Regions from separate parts of the Sus scrofa genome. Here all the other regions are linked to region 3. A link is a contact called in public Hi-C and HiChIP or PLAC-seq data. All regions are on one chromosome and are shown on one strand. Each heading gives the region's core, a stretch centred on a gene start, on an enhancer-like site or on the middle of the called end of the contact. The rest is flanking DNA. Distances are from core to core; before and after follow the strand shown. Region 1 overlaps RPS6KA2 (ribosomal protein S6 kinase alpha-2). Region 2 overlaps RPS6KA2 (ribosomal protein S6 kinase alpha-2). Region 3 holds the start of FGFR1OP (FGFR1 oncogene partner).

What was found. Hi-C and Micro-C count contacts between places; a contact is called where the count stands out from the background. HiChIP or PLAC-seq counts read pairs in DNA pulled down with a chosen protein or histone mark.
Region 1: an H3K27ac HiChIP or PLAC-seq map of skeletal muscle shows a contact between it and region 3, with 2.1 times the contacts expected there. The contact joins the enhancer-like site here to the promoter of FGFR1OP in region 3. A contact is called at or near these places in 1 of 5 promoter capture datasets (liver), 5 of 47 Hi-C or Micro-C datasets (embryonic fibroblasts, epiblast stem cells, fetal liver and 2 more) and 1 of 2 datasets of contacts at active chromatin or transcription factors (skeletal muscle).
Region 2: a Hi-C map of undifferentiated spermatogonia shows a contact between it and region 3, with 2.9 times the contacts expected there. The contact joins the enhancer-like site here to the promoter of FGFR1OP in region 3. A contact is called at or near these places in 4 of 5 promoter capture datasets (fetal liver, liver and skeletal muscle), 36 of 47 Hi-C or Micro-C datasets (adipose tissue, alveolar macrophages, blood and 18 more) and 2 of 2 datasets of contacts at active chromatin or transcription factors (alveolar macrophages and skeletal muscle).

The regions. Positions count from the first base shown.
Region 1 is chr1:2,373,365-2,377,487 of Sscrofa11.1, forward strand. All of the region lies in intron 3 of RPS6KA2 (ribosomal protein S6 kinase alpha-2), which reads left to right. Among named protein-coding and RNA genes, the nearest start is that of MPC1, 170 kb to the right of the region's middle. Within about 2 kb of position 1,442, at least 53 of the 83 cell types and tissues checked have an H3K27ac peak or open chromatin away from gene starts, as enhancers often do. A contact at or near this core is called in embryonic fibroblasts and skeletal muscle, where this site is marked.
Region 2 is chr1:2,261,703-2,265,723 of Sscrofa11.1, forward strand. RPS6KA2 (ribosomal protein S6 kinase alpha-2) reads left to right here. Exons shown (of 24, transcript XM_021086109.1): 3 at 400-450. Among named protein-coding and RNA genes, the nearest start is that of RPS6KA2, 60 kb to the left of the region's middle. Within about 2 kb of position 2,244, at least 14 of the 83 cell types and tissues checked have an H3K27ac peak or open chromatin away from gene starts, as enhancers often do. A contact at or near this core is called in adipose tissue, fetal liver and undifferentiated spermatogonia, where this site is marked.
Region 3 is chr1:2,118,863-2,122,893 of Sscrofa11.1, forward strand. FGFR1OP (FGFR1 oncogene partner) reads right to left here and starts at 1,970. Exons shown (of 14, transcript XR_002342214.1): 1 at 1,796-1,970; 2 at 1,089-1,142. It overlaps LOC102157461 (a long non-coding RNA gene), which reads left to right and starts at 2,074. Exons shown (of 3, transcript XR_002342227.1): 1 at 2,074-2,239; 2 at 3,040-3,646.

The DNA.
Region 1 (4,123 bases), core at 192-2,691, 250 kb after region 3:
GAATGCCTGAGTGGTGGTGGCAGGAGACACAAGGTGGTAAGAAGCTGGTTCCCAGAGGACAGGTAACAGCTCTGCAGCAGAATCCCTGAGGGAAGCAGGAACCGGTTTGGGGCATGTTGTGTTTTCATCTTAGAGATGCTCAATGGAAACACAAAACATGAAAGTGTGCTTAAGCTCACCATGCAAGGCAGTGGCAACCCCAGGATCTTGATGCTAAACCCTACGCTCACCACCATTAAAACCCAGGGAGAGTATCTGACCTCACCTCTTGACCCAGACACAGCATGAATTTACCGGTCCTTATTTCACGGCATCCACCTTCTTTTACTCACTTTAGCAAAGATAGCCAGACGCAGATATTAATGCCACCTTTGATTAAGCCAGGGGATGCTATGACCTGTAGATTTTTTTCACAATCTGCCTGACAAAGCAGTATTTGTCTCACAGCACAGCATGCAAGAATGCTTCTGGACTTTTCAGGGGGGTGGTGGCAATATGCTAATGAGATTGACCCTATTTTAAACCTAAAATTACGTGGGCAGTGCACAAGAGGATGGCAGAAAAGGCTCCACAGTGTCCTAAGCTCACAAATCTGGAACTGCCTACAGTCCTCTGGTGAGCATTTCTGGGGGGAAAAAAGGTGTGTTCCCCTTTAAGGCAAATCCCTCACGGCCCTATAGCCAGCAGCTGGTCTCTGAGAGCCCTGACTCAGGACACTGTTCAGGCCCTGATAAGTCATCCGTTTGGATAATTTTCTATATATGGAGTCGGAGGTCACGGAGAGCGGATGTGTGTCTTTTGTTCTCCAAACACAGCAGGGAGGCTTCCCCAGCTGGCTGCCGGCATCCCTGGCCGGGTAGGGATCAGTACATCACTGGGGGGGGGGGGGCCGCACTGGCGGACCCTCAGGTCGAGCTCCTGGGCTTTGGGGATGGAGTGCCTGAGGAGCCACTAGGGCCAAAGGGCGAAAAGAGGTGCAGAGCATACGTGTGCAGGCTCGTGGTCCCCTCACCCCCCCACCCCCCCGCCCCATTTCGTTCCATTTTCTAGAAGTGCTTGCTAATCAACAAAATTTTGTTCTGAGCAGAAGAGCAATATGCAAAAGTGTGTGTGTGGACGTTTTAAGGGCAGAAAACCTAATGACATACCAAGCTAGAAAAAAGCCCAGCAGGCCGACGAAGTAGAACAGAGAGCAAGCGACAGGCGCAGCTGAGCAGCTGCACCGCCAGCCCCGCGCTGAGCACTACACTCCGCGGGCTCATTAGGCATGCGCCGCCGGGGGCGCTGATTGGCGGAGGGGGCGGGGGGCGGGGTGGAGCCGCGTGGAGCGGAGTGCGGGAGGAGGCGGGAGAAGAAGTGAACGCCTGGGGCAGTGAGGCGGTGGGCGCTGATTGGTAGTAGTGGCGGAGAAAGAGGAGGTGGGCGTGGCTGGGTGTGGCGACTGGCTCTGATTGGCGGTAGTGGCGGGGGCGGGGAAGGGGCGAGGCTGTCCAGGGCTGGTCCTCGCTGGACCTGAGGAGGAGGAGGAGGAGGAGGGAGAGCCTGGGCCGGCGGACTCTGATTGGTGGTAGTGGCGGAGGGTGGGGCGGGCAGGCGGGTGCTAATTGGCAGTAGTGGCTGTGGGCGGGGCGGAGCGGGGCGGGGCTGCCCCCGGGCTGGTCCTCGCAGGCAGCGGGAGGAGGAGGAGGAGGAGGGGGAGGAGGGAGCGCTGGGCCCCCGGCCTCCGTGGCCGGCTCGGCCTGCCCTTTGTGCCCGCAGCCCGCGCCCCGCGCCGATGGCCGCCGCGCCGGGCTCCCCGGCAGCTCGTGCCCTCACGCGGACCTAACCCCGCGCGCCTGGGATGCGCTGGGGATGCGCGTCCTCCGGCCCTGCGGCTCCTCGCGGCTGGGCGCCGGGCGATGGAGCTGAGCATGAAGAAGTTCACCGTGCGCAGGTTCTTCTCCGTGTACCTGCGCAAGAAGTCGCGCTCCAAGAGCTCCAGTCTTAGCCGACTCGAGGTAAATGCCCTGGCCTCTGTGCGCGCAGGTTCCCAGGTCCCCGCCGCGCCCTGGAGGATGCTGCGGGTCTTGGGGCCATCCAGAACCCTTTCCTATTGTCACATGCACATTCACCCCGGGACCCACGTCGGGGAATTAAAGTTGAGAGCTAGTCCGGTTTTCCTAAAACCGACCCTTATTGTTGGGACTTAGTAATAATTGGACAGGTTCTTGGGTCCTCAGCAGGGACGGAGCTCTGCCCCCACTGAATTTCTAACGAATTTTGTTCCACTCTCTGCGCAGGATTTGGGGTGGTCATCCTGGTCCCGCAGAGCTGCTCTGGGTGGGGGGCATTTCAGCCTGTGCAGCCTCCGTGTGGCACCCCAGAGTCCCCAGTACAGAACCTCCCCAACCCTATCCTCCGCTGGATGGCTGGTGTTGATGGGGTTTATTTTACAGTGTTTTATTTTACAGAGCCACACAAATACTACCATGTAGTGTAGATCATTTGTGTATTTGAAATCAGTGAAGAAATGACAAAAGGAGCTTAGGAAAAAAAAAAAAAAGACAGCAACACAGCCTACTTGGACCAGTCTGAAACAACGATGCTCAGTAGTAAAGTGCCTGATGCAATATCCTTGCAGCCCCAGGTTTGATAAAGATTCGTCCTGAAACCCACAGGACTGAAAATCATGTCCTTTTTCTCCGGTTTTGCATCTTGTCATCTTTGGGTTTCCAGAGGTGTCTGCAGATGGTTTTCCAGTGTGTTTTGTATTTCAACAATCATATCTTAATCTCTTCATCCCAGTGTCCAAACTACATTGTTGAATCTATAGATGACCAAACCGTGAAGCATGTTTCAGTAAAAAAAAAAAGAGAGAGAGACACTGTGGGGTGTGTTTTGGGGGGAGGGAGGGCAAGGGAGCTGATGACAGAACCTAGAGAGTTCTTTTGACATTGCCCTCGCCTTTGCCACAGGCTGGCACCTATGGAGGTTTTGGTGTGTTTGTTTCTAATGAAGTCAAATCGATTGGAACAATGTCACATTTTTCATCTTGGGTTTCTTTGTCCCGGCTGCCATGATATTAAATGGAGACATGGGTTCTGTAACAATTAAGCGGTCTTTAAGCAAAGCTCAGGAATGGACATGGAGGCAACAGGAAATTACTTGTTTTAAAAGTTTCTCTTATGATATCACTAAATGAGAATTTTTTAAGTGCTAGGTAGAATCTTTGTGGCTGGTTTCTGAGGGTAAGCCGTATCTTTCGAACAAATACAACTCTTAATTAATGGAGGAGATGGCTTTAAACCTTATGTTGACAGAAATGAAGCATAAGTTCATTGAAATAAGTCATTTTCCTGGGTGTCAGGTATTTTCAAAATGAAAGTTGACCAAAATAATAATAATAATAATAATACTCTTAGAAGAGTATTTACCTTTATACCTAGTAAGTTTTTCTTCATCGCAATGCCAAGTTTATTGTAAAGCCTCTGTCTCTTTCCAGTCATTGTCCTTGCCAAGGGGAGGCAGTCAACTCCCGGTGTCGTTCAGGACACTGGCAAACCCTTGCAGGGGGTGGGGTGGTCCCAAATCCTGCCAGCAGGGTACACTCACCTGTGGTGGTCCAGTTCAGCAAAGAGAACTGGGTTGGGGGAGTGCTTCAAAAATTAATGTACTAGGGACCCAGCGGGGACATAGAAATGATGTTTCTTCAATGCAAAAATAAAATTTCTATATGTAAAATAAAACCACGAATAAGCCATCAGATATGCAGAAGGTCAAACTGAGGAGAAAGAAATGTAGTCTATCAGCCCTTAATCACGGAGCACTTAGCCTGATCCGGGTGCCCAAGCTCAGCCCGTAATCACGGAGCACTTAGCCTGATCCGGGTGCCCGAGGTGGGTGCTGGGCAGAAGTGCTGATACAAGTGGTCAGCACGGATGCAGTGCTCGGTTCTCTGCAGATGCTCTTAGCAGCTGCTCTCGGTTGATACTTGTGAAAATCCAGATAGACACGTGTTACAATCCTTATTCTACTGCTAGGGAGGAAAAATCCTCAGAACAAAACCCTGAGAATTGTGCTAAAAGCTTAACAACAGATTCATCCTGCAGGTATTTTCTAAGAACCTGCTATGCGTGTAGCCCTT
Region 2 (4,021 bases), core at 994-3,493, 140 kb after region 3:
GTAGGCCGGAGGGCCTTGGAGTCACACGAGGACGTTGGCCCAGCCCTGCCCGCGATAACCGCAGCTCTTGGTTACACGCTGTGCCTCGGAGATTAACAAGTGCCTTTTTTTTCGGTTTTGCCTTTTGAGGTTGGTGATGGGAGCAGCACCACTTCCTTGGGCTGAATGGTCAGAGTTGCACAAACGTTTGCAAGTTCCCTTCTTCTGGTGTTTACTTACTGAAGGGCTTCCTGAAAGCTAGTCGCAAAGCCTCCGATTATTTAAAATCATGTGGCGATTTATGTTTAGACATAAAAAATTCCCAGGCTCGGTGAGTGCCTGTGTAACTGCCCCCGATGAGGAGGCTGCTGAGCGTCCTGTCCTGTGACTTACAGCGTTTCCCCCCCTCTGCTTCCACAGGGCAAGGGGGACGCCACCTCGCTGGAGGCCAGGGCGGCTGCGGAGGTCAAGGTAAGTGACACGCCGGCTGGTGCCTCTCCACGCGCGCATCAGTCGCATCAAAAAATGCCAAGCGTGAAGGGTTTTTTCCCAGTTTCTTTGGTTATTTTATGCTGCCCGGCGTCTAGTGGAGCCACCGGGGTGTGTTTCCAGAAGAGCCGTGTCCCGCCCTGTAAGACAAAAACTGACATTCTGTGTGAACTTGGGTTGTGCAATGACTTCTCCGTACGGCAGGGGTCTGCCTGTGTGACAAACGGGATGGCACCCTGCTTTCTCTGCAGCCTGGGTCTGCCTCTGAGGTTGTGGAGCATGGGGGTATAATACACGTGACTTCTGTGCTGCCTTCCTTTGAAAACTCGGATCCGTGCCCTCACAATAAGCTGGAGTGACAAGCAGCGAAGGTGACAGCAGCGCCGGGCGGCACCGAGACGCTGGCCCGTGGGGTCTGCTCGCAGTCCATACTGTGTCAGGAGTGTGGCTTCTCTTCGGAAGCTTTTCTAGGAGTTAGGCCTAAAGTGGATCCTTTAGATGGAGGTGGCTTTCTGGCCCCATTTCAAGCGGCTGCCTGATGTGAAAACTAACATTATCAATAAGGACTTTTATAAGGTGGCTTTACGGGTGTTTTGTTTCTCCCATGGTCCCAGCAGGTGGTAATGCTACCTCTACCAGGAAGCCAGGCACCTGTCATTGTTAGGGGGAAATATTCCCCCCCAAACAGGGAGGGTACCGCGGGCCCGTTCCCTGTGGCGACCACACAGGTCACAGAAGCCTGGGTTCTGGTCAGGCTTGTTTCATTTATGTGAACACGTCAAACGACGCTCTGTCGCTGCAAGGCAGACATTCTCCCGGTTTTCCGCATGCTCGGCAGCCTCTCTGGCCTCGTCGAGGTGGTGGGCCGCCTGCAGCCTGTGCAGGTCAGGAGCTGCTCCACGAAGTGACGGCTTCTCAGGGACTCTCTGTGGGTCTGGGGGTCCCGAGGGCCTGTCCGGAGGCCTGGCTGGTTCCGGGACCCGTGATCTGGAGCAAAGGACGCTGGCTCGTGACTGGCCGTGATTTTGCATTTGGTCACGGACCTCCACGCACACAGCGCGTGTCACTGGATGCCAGTGGTTTACTTTTCGCACAGTTGGGGTTCTCCTCTCTGGGTCTGGCTTGTATTTTTATTAACAGCCCAACACAAAGAATTTGGTTGAAAAATAGGCTCTTGTTAATACCATCTTGTAAATGAGATTTCCTTATTCGACATAAAAATTGTCGGAAGAAATAAAAAATTAACGCCCACTCACCAGGCTAGACAACACCTCAAGGTGCTCCTGATTGTCGTAGCCGAGGGACTAGACAAACGGCAGTACTGTTTGGTACTGCATCCTAATTTCAGCAAACTCGGGACACAAGCTGGGCTGCAGCGGCAGGAGGTAGTCCTCTCAAAACATTTTCTCTGTCTACTTCAGTCTTTTCAGAAAAAAAATAATGGCGCTCTAGCTGGTGAGTCTTAGCAGAACTTTATTTGGCTTTAAGTGGAAGCAGCAGGGCGCACGAGGAACGGCGTGTCTCCTGGAAAAAGCAGCTCTCCTCCTCCTTTGCGTCCTCACAAACCCCAGACCGAGCACACGTCTCTCTTGGTTGTGGAAATGAACAGAGAAATAAAACAAGAAGGAGTCTGGGGGGCGATGGACCGGGTACCGGGTGTGCTCGAGACGGGGGCCTGGGGCCGGCCGAGCCGCGGTGGGGACTCGAAGCCTTTCGGGCAGAGCGCCTTCCATCAGGCCCGGTCACGCCGGGGCTGGTCTTCCGGGGGCTCCGAGAGCAGCACGGCGGCGGCCGGGGCCGCCTGCGCCCTCCGGGACCCTTAGCCCCTGAGTGGGCAAAACCCTCGGCCGTGTTTTCAGATCCACCTTGAGTGTGGCGGGCGGAAGCCGTTCTTATGTTCAGGGTGAAAACCACAAAGCAGCCCTCACACGGGCAGGCCCGGGGCCCCGTGGAGGCGGAACAGGCCCTGAGACGCGGGCCTGGATGAGCTCACCGCTCCCTCTCTTTCCACGTGTGTTTCAGGGCCTTTGTAAGACTTGCTGTTACACAGATTGTCACACCAGCCGAGAGCATTCGGGGGTCTCCTGTTTAAAATCCTAGCACAGGCTTAGCCGCTGGAGTGTGAACGGCGCTCCTCACAGCTTCGCCTGGAAGCATAACCATGTTTTCCCAGGCGGGGCCTGGGGGCCGCAGCAGGCGGGGCCTGGGGGCCGCAGCAGGCGGGGCCTGGGGGCCGCAGCAGGCGGGGCCTGGGGGCCGCAGCAGGCGGGGCCTGGGGGCCGCAGCAGGCGGGGCCTGGGGGCCGCAGCAGGCGGGGCCTGGGGGCCGCAGCAGGCGGGGCCTGGGGGCCGCAGCAGGCGGGGCCTGGGGGCCGCAGCAGGCGGGGCCTGGGGGCCGCAGCAGGCGGGGCCTGGGGGCCGCAGCAGGCGGGGCCTGGGGGCCGCAGCAGGCGGGGCCTGGGGGCCGCAGCAGGCGGGGCCTGGGGGCTGCAGGTGGGCAGATGCAGCACCTGGGCCACAAGGTCCCTCACCTGGTAAACCCACCGCGGCCTCCATGTAGCAGTTACTTTTCCTTTTTCTCAAGTTCAGTTTCCCTCTTTATTTGATGCTCCAGGAAGCAATTTAAAAGGGGGCAGAAGAGGCTGAATTTCCGAGGGGAGGGTGTTTCCTTGCCCGGCACGCCCCCTCCGGCGGCGGCCCCACGAGGACGCTCCGGGATCCTGCTGTCTTTCTCCTCTTTTTAAAACCTGCTTCGGGATGAGCACACACGCCCCTTTCAGAGAGTCGCACTGGGCGAAACTATTGATTCGGTGGAACTTGATAAGAAAGAAAAAGCTACTGTTCCCTCGGATTTCCGGCTATTTGGAGCAGGGGAGCGAGGCCCCTCGTGGTGGTGACGCTGTGGGGCTTGAGGCGGGGGTGCAGCCTCACGCCGGGCAGACAAGGGCAGACGAACCTGGGTGAAGACGAAGGGTGAGGCCAAAGCTGTGCCCGGGCGTGAGGACAGGCCACGTGCCCCCACACACCTGTCCACCTGCTGGACTTCGGCGGGGGGGGTGCGTGTGTGTGTTTTAGTTCCTAAAATTTGCGAAACAGTCTGTTTTTTTGTCCAGATACCTCAGTATGCAATTAAATAAGGTGGCGACTCAAACTAATTCTTTGAAGGGAAATTTAGTTAAAATGCTGCTGACGTGCCTTGACTGTGGCGGCCGCTCCACAACTGGTGGTCAGGTATTAACTGTGCCCCAGCCTCTTTTTCCCAGTTCCTGGCAAGTGGACCCCCGGCCTTTTTAACAGGAAGCCTCCAGCTGAGTCACGAAACCAGCTTTCAGATTAGAATTTTGAAAAGGGAGCGTGAGCTGGCTTCTCCTTTCTGTTTTGCTTTGTAATGACCCTGCTTTACTCTTCTCGTCCAAAACTGAACTGATGCTCTAAGGATTTGTAGCCTTAGAATAAGGGGGATTTTTCTGTTTCACTGTGTCTTTTTCCATCAAAGCTTCTCTTGCTTCTGCCTTCATTGAAACAGATGAACTGGTATTTGCAGGTGTACTCGG
Region 3 (4,031 bases), core at 720-3,219:
GAGGGGAGGAGGCAGTGCCTGAGGCATGTGGAAGTTCCCAGGCCAAGGATAAAACCCACGCCAAGGCAGTGACCTGAGCCACTGCGGTGACAATGCTGGATCCTGAGCCCACTTCACCACAAGAGAACTTCCAAAATGACATGATTTTAAAATAACTCAGGGAGTTCCCGTCGTGGCACAGTGGTTAACGAATCTGACTAGGAACCATGTGGTTTCGGGTTCAATCCCTGGCCTCCCTCAGTGGGTTAAGGATCCTGCGTTGCTGTGGCTCTGGCGTAGGCCGGCAGCTACAGCTCCGATTAGACCCCTAGCCTGGGAACCTCCATATGCAGCGGGAGCAGCCCTAGAAAAGGCAAAAAGACAAAAATAAATAAATAAGTAAAATAAAATAACTCAGGGGCCAGATAACCTGGGGGAAAGCTGCCTCCTACCCCCTCCACCTGGTGGGGATTCGCAGGCATATGGGCAGGTTAAAGGTTCTGACCGATCCTGCGGTAAACTTGTTGACAATGAAACCTTTTCTTCCTGCTTTAACCTGTGTTTCAGATGTCCCCAGCGGAGAGGGACCTATGAAATTTAGCACCGGCCTTAACTTTCTTTACCCCCAAACTCTAAAATATACACGAAGAGAGAATAATCTTGACTCTCTCCCAACACTAAAGTTCAAAATCATCCTTGGCTATGCCCCACTATACACAACATTTAGAATGGTTTTTGGGCAATTAGAAATTAACCATAGGAGTTCCCGTCGTGGCGCAGTGGTTAACGAATCCGACGAGGAACCACGAGGTTGAGGGTTAGGTCCCTGCCCTTGCTCAGTGGGTTAACGATCCGGCGTTGCCCTGAGCTGTGGTGTAGGTTGCAGACGTGGCTCGGATCCCGCGTTGCTGTGGCTCTGGCGTAGGCCGGTGGCTACAGCTCCGATTCAACCCCTGGCCTGGGAACCTCCATATGCCGAGGGAGCGGCCCAAGAAATAGCAACAACAACAACAACAACAACAACAACAAAAAAGACAAAAAAAAAAAAAAAAAAGAAAAAGAAATTAACCATAAAGGAACACAGTCATTACGATTTGTCGATTTCATACCTCTACTTTTTCCTGCTCCTCTAGTGCTAAAAACACAGCAGCTCGGAGTTCGGCCTTTGAAAAGGGAGGGAGGTGCGGTGAGGAAAGGAACAAAAATTATCAAGGCAATTTTCATAACAAGAAGCGCACACGCGGCAATTTCAAAACTCAAAACGAAAAGGGGCAGGTTGATAGTGCTTAGTCGGCAGGTGCACAGACACGTCGGAAAGCGTCCTGAGACGCCGTGAAGAAAGGGACCTGTGGTTCCCAAGTCCCCCATCCTGCCCTGGGGTGTCTCTCAGCACCCACCTCTCTGGTTTACGCTCTGTAAGTCCATTTACAGGTGGAGACGCTCGCCGCCCGACAGCTGAGACCAAAGGCGGGGAAGAGCCAGGGAGCATGCGGCGTTGGACCCCCGGACGCCGGGGGCGGGGGGCAGCCGGGGACTGGACCCCCGGACGCCGTGTGGGGACGGGGTGGGGGCAGCCGGGGACTGGACGCCGGGGTCGGCCTCCTCCGACTAAGGCTGGCCGGGCCGTGAGGCTCCCCGGGAGTGACCCTTGACCCCGCGTGGACCGCTCCGAGGGAGCCCGCGGGCTCGGACCTCAGCCCCGGCGGTACTGCCGACGCGCCCCGCGCCCCTTTGTGATGCTCGCCGTCCACAAAGGCCCCGCGGCCCGCAAGCGCGGCCGGCCTCCCCTCCTCCGGGCCCCGGTCTCCCGCCCTACCTTGATGCGGTTCAGGACCCCGCTGTTCTCCAGCGTCTGCACCAGCAGGTCCCGCAGCTCGGTGTCCTCCTCCGCCACCACCGCGGCCGCCGTCGCCGCCATCTTGCTTCTCCAAGACAACCGCCCAAGCCGCGCCAACGGCCGACGCCGCAGCCCGCACGGCGCGTAGGCACGCAGCCGAGACCACGCCCCCGACGCTGGCGCGCGGCCCGCCCCCGTCGGGGCGGGGCCTCGGGACGCCGCCAGGTGGGCGGGGCCTCGGGGGCGGGATCTTCAGAGGCGTGGGCGGTGAACCCGCGGTTCTGGGGATCCGCGCCGGGCCGGGCCGCGGAGGTTGGGTAAAGAGAGGTGTTTGAAGTGTTTCAGGTGTGCCTGCAGGCTGCTGCTGTGGACGCGCGTGCTGGAATCCGGGGCAAGGTCCTGAGTCTGCTACTGCTTTCCAAGGTGCGGCCGAAATGTGTGAGTACAGGTGTGCACGCTTACTGAGAGGCATGTGCTTACGTGCGTGTGTGTGCAGGTGTGCACGCTCATCGAGAGGGCACATTCACACGGTGCGGCGCAGTGAAGGGTATATGCAGTATGCCGTTGTGCTGTTCTTCACACTCTGTGTGCTCGCACAGTTTTGCAATAACGGGGAAGGTGAGGGGTTTCACAACTACCTTAAAGGAGAAAATACAGATTCTAGAATTCCCCGGGACTCTCACTCCGTGGGTCTGTAGCGGGTCTTAAGGAATCATTTTCTCAGGGAATACGGGTGGTCTGCAGATTCTCGTGAGATACAAATGCTATTTGTCAAGTAAGAAAGTAAAAGTCGAGGTGTCCTGACCAGCCCATCTCCTCCTCCACAGGCAGCATCTGTTCAAATTGGTATAGGTCTTTCCAGACAACCTTATACATAGATACGTTACATACACGCAAGTACTTTTTCCACTCTCCTAATTTGGAGCCTATGCTTACTGAGTTTCTATAACGTCTTTTGATGTATATATTTATAGATTGAGCCTCATTCTTTTTAACTTCTGGGTAATATTCCATTAAAGGGTGTTTGAAAGTTGTTTTTTTGTTGTTGTTTTTTTTGTAATTAGACCATGTCTCATTTGCCTTTGTTTTGTTTGTTGTGGAAGTAACTCATACCAATGGTTAAAAATCCAAACAGAAGGGAGAAACATTAAAAGTCTCTGTGTCCACCCTACCTACTCACCTATCACCTGCGTATTGTAGACCCAACTACAATTTCTTTCTAGGTCTTCTGGTTCTTTTCATTATAGCTGTAAATGATGTACGTCCTGACCCGTCAACCACGAACAGTATCTTTTCAAAGGGTAAGAATATATTTTCTCTTTCAACTCCTAAGTTTAAAAATTACATTACTTTTAGTTCCAACGGGGGAAAATTTTGTGACTTTATCTGAATCATTATTTATAAAAGTACCTCTTACCTGCTGGCTCCCCGCAATGAGCGATGAGGAAATTGGCGTACTTATATTCTCTCACTCCCCCATGTTGTTAGAGTTTTATCTTTATACTATGAAAATCTCCTCTGCAAGGGTAATTGCACCTTGCAAACGTTGTAGCGGATTGAAAAGCAATCAGCAGCATTCACAATATTAGGAGACCCTCTGTAACAGTTCTGTCGGCAGAGCCCCTATGCCCTTCAAACAGAACCTTTGCTGCAGCTGGGCCAGCCTGCAGCTGTCGGCGCCCGAGATGATTTGCCTGCCATGGCGTTTTCCAACCACCAGAGGCCGCTCTGCCCGCGTTTGGGGCGGACCTGAAGAGCCCCGGAATGTGTATCTCCCCAGAGCACCTGCAACAATGCGTGGGAACCCCTGGGACAGGACGTGCGTCCAAGGTGTGTTCTCCACTAGCTTTTAGTGCTTCCGGTTTGAGCGCCAGTTAAAGAGGAACCTGCTTGGGAACCCAGTCTTCATTAGTTCCCCTCCTGGCGTGGTCACCTTCCTCGGCTGGCATTTTCCAGAATCCTCTCCCCAGTAAGCTGCATTCCAGCCCTTACCTTGGGCTGTGCGTCTGCGACACGCAGACTAAGGCAGTCGCCCCAGATTGGATCTATGAAGCCGACCCAGGCGTGGGGTTCTGGAACCGGGTCACTCACCAGCCAGGTGGCAGCAGGGACCCACCCTAGGCAGTGGGCAGGGGGCAGTAACCCGGAATGGAATGGCGCCACGGCTTTGTGATTGTAGCCAAGCGGGAGGGGCACGCGTGGGGGGAGGGGTTGT